Linked DNA regions of Mus musculus: region 2 is linked to region 1. The links are chromatin contacts, called in public promoter capture Hi-C maps. All regions are on one chromosome and are shown on one strand. Each heading gives the region's core, a stretch centred on a gene start, on an enhancer-like site or on the middle of the called end of the contact. The rest is flanking DNA. Distances are from core to core; before and after follow the strand shown.

Region 1 (4,548 bases), core at 1,862-4,361:
GTGTTGATGTCCATGATCTGTGCTGCCACCAGCTACTGTGGGCAGGGAGGTGTCTATAGACTTATAAGCTGGGAAGGAGAGACACTGAAGACATTCTGTGCCAACCTCTCACCAAAAAAGAAATAGTCTGGACATAAAGCTATTGAAGAAAGTCAATAATGAGCATTTAATAAAGATGCTGAAGTGTAGCTCTTCACAGTTGATGGTTTCTGTGGGGGCGGCCAGTGGGAGTTTGACCAGGTCCCAGTGACTAGATATGGGCAGCACAAGTTGGACCTGAGGGGTTTGGGGGGCTTGGGTTCTTTTCTTTTTTGAGGGGGTGTCCAAGGGTGGGAAGGAAGGTGGGCCTGAGAGGAATGGGAAGTGTGATCAGAGTGCATTATATGAAATTCCCAAATTAATAAACAACATATTGGGAGAGAAATAAAGAGCCATGGCAGAGAAGTTAGATGCTTAGCCTAGAATCCTCAGGACGTGGAGAGATGAAGTGGCTGAGGCAGAGCTGCCTTCTAGGGTCTTGGGATGTCAGAGAGACCAGGCTGAAGAAAAGATGGAGAACAGTTCTCAGGTGGCCTGAGCAGAGATCTCTGTCAGCCCACACAAGCTAGAAGTCACTATTCACCATGCCTTACAGAGGCAGCCACAGCCCTTCAGGGCATGCCCACTGGTTCCAAGTACGGTAGCACCTACCACACAGAGGTCACTTGGATCCTCAAAATGCAATTATATACTGACAACTAATGAGACTCCCCAAACACCATAGAATTCTTTCTGGTTGTTTCATAAGGCTTTATCCTCTCTTACCATCAAACACACACACACACACACACACACACACACACACACACACACACACACACAGACACACAGACAGAGAGGGGGGAAGATATATAGACAGAGGAAGGGGCAGGCAGAAGCATGTGAGATAGAGCACTTTCTGGTGAAATAGCCAGATTGAGCCTCATCCAGTGACAGTTCAGACTTCCAGGTAAGTATGGCACCCATGTCTATGCTAAGACATCTTGTGTCACAGCCCAGGCACCCTAAGGGTCAGAGGATCTGCCAGTGGGGCCTGGTGCAGAGGAACATGGAGAACCCACATCCCATAATGTAGCTCTGAGGAGGCATGACTGAGAAGACTCGAAGTTAGAAGTGATCAGCCAGGCTTGGGAGCAAGTTCACACTAGGGAGGGTTCTCCAAGGCATGAGAGTGCTGTGGGGCCCAGGAGAGGACAAAGGAGAGAGACTCTAGCCTCACTCATCTCTCAGGAGCCAAGCCTGTCCTGGGGATGTTGGAGGCTCCTCGGCAGGGGCTTCCTTGATAGGGCAGTGCCCAATCATTATGGGTCCTGTCTGAAGACTTGTTCCGGTGTACAGAACAAGGACAGTTAGTCAACCTGGGTCTGCTCCAAACCAGGCTGGCTCAGCAGTGAGGCTCCTAGTGCTGTGGTGCCCAAAGCTAGGCCTATTCTTCTCCAGCTCTCCAGCTCATCACCATATGGCCTAGACAAACCTGCATGGCCTGCTCTATTCAGGAAGCTGATACCACCTTCCAAACCTTCAATAGCTGAGAACCAGTGTTTATGGACTTACAGAAAAAGAAAGTGAGGCACCTGTGAGCTTTGCCTGGGGAGGGAGGCTTGTCACAGCCTCTGGACCATGCAGATCTTTTCGTTGTTTTCAGGGACAAGAAAAATCTACCAAGTATATAGGAAGAAGGGTGGCTCAGAAGGCCCATTGTCCCATCTGGCCAGATCTTTTCGTTGTTTTAAGGGACAAGAAAAATCTACCAAGTATATAGGAAGAAGGGTGGCTCAGAAGGCCCATTGTCCCATCTGGCCTGGCCAGATCCTGTGGAGCCACTTAGGAGAGTTGGATAGGAGAGTCAAATAATTGAGTGACTCAACCCAAACCACCCAAAACAGTGGCTACACCCTTCAGTGTGTGTGGGGGATGGGGGGGAGACAGGTACAGCCCAGGAAGTGAGGAGGGGGAGCCCTTATGGTCAAGGGCTTTGAGCTTATAAAGCATTTGCCACACATTCCCCCATTCCCAGCCTCCACAACTCTCACTGGATGCTGTTGTGGTCACTCTCCATTCAATAGGCGGAGCAAGGCCATTTTAAGAACAGGATGTAAACTGAATACCTGGAAGAACTCCCTGGGTCCCTGTAGCCCATCCAGGAATCTCTGCCCTTTGCCAGGATGGAGGTCAGGGGCTGACTGGTGAAGCAGGTGGCTTTCATATGCTGATAGCCTCCAGGCTACAGGACACAGGAGACTACCTCCACACAGTGTCCCTCAAAGCTCTGAAAGCTGGAAGGCTACCTCTGATACCTGAAGTCAGCTCCAAATAGCAAAACAGTTTGCCAACCCACACAACACCCCTCACCTCAGGGGCTCTGCCCCCTGCTCAGCCTTAAAGTCAGCTGACTCTGCAGGGGTGTGTATACATATCTGTAAAATCAAAACGGGGTTCCTTTGGTTAATCTGCTTGGCTCAATTAGCACAGAGTTCAAGAAACGGTTCTAAGAGACTGGAGGAAGCCATGCCTCCCTCCCATACACCACCCAGACCACGAATAGCTCTGTCAAAGTGCACAGAGAGGGCAATCCTCTAGAGCTGCAGCTGCAGAAGGGCAACAGAAGCCAATCCCACTCCCTTATCCCCAGATACAAATCCCTCTAACCTCCCCTCAGCCACCAGCCTGGGAACTGTCCTCAAAGCACTCTACCATTCCTGTGTGTCCTAAATGCATGCAAGGGCTTCAGTTATGCAGCACCCAGCTGGCCCGGCTTCCAGAGAGCCCTGCCAAGGCCTGGCACCCTTGCCCCGAGTAGTCCCTCTTGCTGCCAGGAGCAGAGAGGCCTCAGGTCACCACCAGCAGATTGCTTTCTTGCAGCACTCTGGGCCCTGTTCCCCAGGGAGCCAGCCTTATGAGCCATAAAGTCCCGCGGCCTCCAGAATCCACCTGCAGCCATTCCTGCTCTAGGAAACTGAATCCCAGCAGCAGATGACAGCCGAAGGTGGCGGGGCAGAATGCCCATTCAGCCCTCAGAGGAGCCAGCCTGCCAACTCGGCAACTGCTTCCGCACGTAGGACCAGTACCACCAAAACCCTAAGGAAATCCTGGGGCCCACACCAGGAGCAGAGAGGAGTAGGATGTATTTCACCCTGAGACCCAGGACAACAGGGAGCATCGGTAAAGAAGGCAGCTACCTCCAGAACTTCACAGACAGGGCAGCCCAGAGCAGGATTAGGGACTTCCCTGCCCTGCCCCTGCCTTGTGCTATGATCTAGAACTAAGGCTGGGCCCTTATCCACAGGCCTAGTTCCTCTGGAATAGAGCTGAAAAGAGCTAACTCTACCCAGTGTTCAATTCACCATCCTCCCTAAGTGGGCAGATGAATGGAGGAGACCTAGCTCAAAGGCTGCTTACCAGTTGGGCAGGAAGCAGGAGGCTAAAAGAACAGGAGATAAACACAGACTGAAGCCCCTGAGGCACTGCTCACCAGTTGAGGCAGGCCTGGATGCTGAGAAGGTGCCCTTTCTCCATTACCTGCTGGGCTGCCCCTCTAGCTAGATTCCACCCCCAAGTCCCAGGCTCCCAGACTGCCTCTCCTGAGGATTGGGAAAACTGGGCTGGCTGCCTCTCCTCTCAGCTCTTCTGTGAGGCTGATGGTCCTGCAGCCATACCTGTCCACTCTAGATACCCTGAAAAGAGAACCCTGTGGGTAAGAGGTAGGAAGCAGGGACTTGAAACCCTGGGAAGAACCCAGTCAAGGCCTGGCACCCTGTTCTCTACCTACTGCAGTCCTGACTTGCCCAATGCCACCACCTCAGACCAAATTGCCCCTTCCTTCCTTCTCTATTTGCCAAACTCCTGACCATCCTACAGAACTGAACACAAAGCCTTCCAATGTGGCTCTAGACTCCCTGCTTTCAGCAGATATCATCCTCTATAGATAAAGTAGTATCCTCGAACAGATGACAGGGATAGTTGACAAGGAGAACCCTTGGAGATCAAGGAATGCTGACATGCAGGAAGCCAGCTCAAACTGGATGCAAGAACCCCTGAAGACAACTACCAAGGGGCTGTGGTCACTCACATCCTTGAGCACACCAGACTGTTTTCTGGAGGCCTGAGACCTGGCTGGTCAAGAGTAGGAGGTGCCTAGTATGGGCAAAGAGGAACTGGCTCTCCCTGTTCTCCACCAGCCCTACTGCCAGGACCATAGCTCTACTACACAGAGCAAAGCCCCCTATACCATTCCCATATAGGATCCCCTGTGTGCTCACACCCCAGGGCCCCAGACACCAAATACACCCAGGATCCTTGTTACACAAACTCCACACCCAGCAAGCATCCAGTTCATTATTGTTATTTTGTGTGTCATTATTCAGATGTAAGTGCACACATATGTTCCGGATGCACAATATGTGTATATGTGTGTGAGAGCCGGATGTCAACCTTGAATGCCGTTCCTTGGTCTGTCCACTATGTTTTTTTTTTTTTTCTTTTTCAGACAGGGTCTCACATGGGCCTGGA
Region 2 (3,933 bases), core at 89-2,588, 100 kb after region 1:
GGCTCAACAGTACTTGCCACTCTTACAGAAGATCCGAGTTCAGTTCCTAACACTCACGCTGAGTGACTTAAAATTACTCTAGCTCTAGGGAAATCAGATGCCTCTGGTGTCAATGTGTATCTGTACTCAAGCGTGCATGCACACACACATACACTCATAATTTAAAACAAAAGCCCACCAAAGAGATGGCTCAGTTGGTAAGGGCGCTTGCTACCAAGCCTAATGACCTGAGAAGTTAGGTCCGTGAGAATCACAAGGTAGAACGAGAAAACCAACTCTTTTAAACTATCTTCTGACCGCTACATACGTACAACGGGATGAAATAATAATAAAGAGCAAAAGCAGAACTCCCACACAAGGACTAGACACAGGCTGGCTGACAAGGACTCGGGCATGTAGGCCCTGATGCTAGAACTGAACATGAAGTCTATGGACAACCTCATAGAATTCTCTCTCCTAATCGTACCAGCTAAGAGTTTCTTTGCCTTGGTTCCACAGTTTCTTTTCTTTCTTTGTATGAGCACTCCTAAAATCAAAAGGAAAACAAACAAACAAACAAAACAAAACCATGCAGGGGAAGTGGTGGCACATGCCTTTAGCCTCAGCTTGCAGGTGGCAGAGATAGGTGAATCTCTTGAGTTCTGAAGTCAGCCTGGTTTACAGAGTAAGTTCCAGGATAACCAGGGCTACACAGAGAAGCCCTGTCTTGAGTATGAAAGGAAAGAAAAAGGAATTTAACCTATAAAATTGTTTCAATTAAAACCTGAAAAATAATGCCACCAGGTGAAAACATGTTCACAGTAAATTTGAATACAGGTCCACATAAACAGCCAGTGCTGGCCCAACAGATATGTGAGGCCATGTTCTCACAAGCTATCATCACCCTGTGCCTGTCTCAGTAAGCAAAACCAGAAAACCAGACACCATTCTCAAACCCCTCACTATATCCTACCACCTACTCCACAAACAAACAAACAAACAAACAAGGAATGCCAAACAGAACTAAAACGAACTGTACCCACTGAGTAGAGTAAACCCAGAAAGGTTTCTAAATGGACACAAGGAATGTCTCCTCCTATTGTAACAGCTAAGCCTTACCCAACTGGACATGGAGCCTGAGGTGGCTCATTTCTTCCAGAAGGCAAACAGGGAGGCCCTGAGAAGCAATGTCTCATTTCTACCATACAACAGAGCCAGGACACAGGACACAGGCTTCCTGACAAGGGTAAAAGTACAAGTGTCCCACAGTTGGCCAAATAGCACTCTAGCTTCTTAGCTGAGTCGTCTACCAGCCACGTGGTGGTACTGTGCACTACCAAGCAGACAAGAGGAGCTGCTCCTGAGTTATGAATAACACAATTGCTGCTCCTCTAAGACACAAAGATATTTGTTCTGTTGCTTAACTGGCTATGGACTTACGTTTCTATGTAACTAGAAGGAGTGTGAGAGACGTTGTCAAGACGTTCCTGCAAAGCTGCCAGCACTTGTGGGTTCTGCATCACCTGGTCTGTGAGTTTTTCTATGAGGAGTTGGAAATGAGAATAATTATTTAGCAGCCTAGAACCCCAACACCAACCTGGATCTCAGGCTGGTCAACCCAGCTACTCAAAAGGCTAAGTAAGGAAATGCCATGCCAGACCTTCCTTATCTCAAAATAAAACACCCACAAGAAGCTGGGCGTGGTGGCACACGCCTTTAATCCCAGCACTCGAGAGGCAGAGGCAGGTGGATTTCTGAGTTCGAGGCCAGCCAGATCTGCACAGTGAGTTCCAGGACAGCCAGGGCTACACAGAGAAACCCTGTCTCAAAAAACCAAAAAAACCAACCAAACAAAAAAAAAACCCACAAGAGTGCTGGACTGTAACTCAATAGTATACTACTTGCCTAGCATATGAAGCCCTGGGGCTAAATCCTTATTACCACAAATGTCTGTTAGAAATATCAGCACAGGCTGTTATCTCAGCACTCAGAAAGAAGAGGAGGACAATCTGAATTCTGGGGTTAAACTACATAATGAGTTCCAGGACAGCCAGGGATGCCCAGAGATCTACAAAGAGATATCTCAAAAAAAAAAAAAAAAAGTAGTACACATCACCTAGTGCTTTTAAGCCAGAATTCCGTATAAGAAAAGAGGCTTGTGTTGGGTCCAGATAAGAAGAAACTGTAGCATCTCAGACCACACTTGCTTTAAAATAAACAAATATAAAAATCCCCAACACATGTTTACTTATCTTTGCTCCTAAATTTCTAAATATAGTAAAATACTTGTTTAGAGACTTGTATCTTAAAAGTATCTTTTGGGGGCTGGAGAGATGGCTCAACAGTTAAGAGCACTGACTGCTCTTCCAGAGGTCCTGAGTTCAATTCCCAGTAACCACATGTGGCTCACAACCATCTGTAATGGGGATCCGATGCCCTCTTCTAGTGTGTCTGAAGAAAACAACAGTGTACTCACATACACGAAATAAATAAATCTTTTAAAAAAAAAAAAGTATCTTTGGGATGGGGGAATGGGGGCAGGGTGGGAGAGGCAGGTAGATCTCTGAGTTTGAGGCCAGCCTGGTCTACCTGATCTAGCCAGTTCCAGGACAGCCAGGGTTACACAAAGAAACCCTGTCTCGAAACAAAACAAAAAGTATCTTTGTTAATCACCCTAGTGGGCAGGTGGCGACAGAGGCTCCTGCCTGTAGCCAGCCTAGGTCCCCAAGATCACTGACTACCAACTTTCAGGGGCTGGTAATTAACTCTGGTTACACCTTGCTCCCCAGTCCCATTGGTGTTGGAAGCCAGGGACAAGGACAAGATTAGCTTCTAAAGCATTCACCCACTTAGTTCAAAGAGATGGCTTTCCCCAGACTGCCCTCTTCCCTAGAAAGCCGTTTCCCCACCCAAACCTACCTGCAAAAAGTACTCTGACCTTCTCACATGCCTTTGTTCTGAACTTGTAACACTGAACTATTATTTAGAACCTGCCCCCCACCCCCCATAAAAGGAGACACCAAGAGAATAGGAACTGTCCTTCACTAGGTGATGGAGTTGAACAATTCCTCTCTTATACAATCCAGGCCCACCAGGAACTTAAGATTCTCCTGCTTGGACTCCCAAGTGCTAGAATTATATGATGGTCTACACAGCCTGCTCAGAGACAGTTAAGATTTTTTCCATTTTATCATTATTAGTGTGTGTATATATTCAATCAAATGTGCACTGAACATGACTGCATGTGAATTTACATACACAAACATACTTCTAGGTTTTGCTTCAGAATAAGCAGGAGAGGAAAGTTGGGTGCTAGTCTGGTTAACATTCTGACACTTAGGTCATTTATAGTAACAAACTGGTTCTGGAGAAGAAACCCTCTCTAATCACTGCTTCATCCACTGCACTGACCTGTATTACTGGCATTTTTAGCAGCTTCCACAGAATCTGCAGGGCCTCCATCTGAAAGACTAAAACAACAAGTTTACAAAGTATTATGAACAGAATCTCAGAGATAGAACCAATTGGCATTTTCAGTGTTTATCCAATGTATTAGGGTCTGTCTGTACAGCAAGAGACTCCAGGTCAGGTGAAGACAACACTAGCTGGGCATGCTGCACCATGCCTTTTATCCTAGCACTTGAGAGGCAACAGCAGGTTTATCTCTGTGACTTCAAGGCCAGCCTTTTCTACATAGTAAGTTGCAGGACAGCTAGAGCTACACAAGACCTTGTCCCCCACGGACAAACAAACAAGACAACATGGTCACACCTGTGTTATTTAAGGGAGACTTCCTCCCATCTAAACAGATCACACCCACCCAGCTCCCTTTCCTCACACCCAATACAAAGGCTGCTCTAATCTATAACCCTTGCCTCATTTTTAATTTCTAAAATTAAAAAAAAATACCTTGTATGTGCCATGCATGGTGATATACACCTTCAATCCCAACAC

The links. Capture Hi-C pulls out chosen DNA fragments and counts their contacts.
Region 2: a contact with region 1 is called in a promoter capture Hi-C map of adipose tissue. The contact joins two enhancer-like sites. A contact is called at or near these places in 5 of 39 promoter capture datasets (3T3-L1-derived adipocytes, cranial neural crest, embryonic stem cells and 2 more) and 2 of 9 other capture datasets (adipose tissue and pancreatic islet).

Annotation. Positions count from the first base shown.
Region 1 is chr7:143,430,645-143,435,192 of GRCm38.p6, forward strand. No RefSeq gene overlaps it. Among named protein-coding and RNA genes, the nearest start is that of Cdkn1c, 28 kb to the right of the region's middle. Within about 2 kb of position 3,112, at least 9 of the 459 cell types and tissues checked have an H3K27ac peak or open chromatin away from gene starts, as enhancers often do. A contact at or near this core is called in adipose tissue, where this site is marked.
Region 2 is chr7:143,536,798-143,540,730 of GRCm38.p6, forward strand. It overlaps Nap1l4 (nucleosome assembly protein 1-like 4), which reads right to left. Exons shown (of 16, transcript NM_008672.3): 3 at 3,391-3,449; 4 at 1,420-1,519. Among named protein-coding and RNA genes, the nearest start is that of Gm23297, 7.2 kb to the left of the region's middle. Within about 2 kb of position 1,339, at least 14 of the 459 cell types and tissues checked have an H3K27ac peak or open chromatin away from gene starts, as enhancers often do. A contact at or near this core is called in adipose tissue, where this site is marked.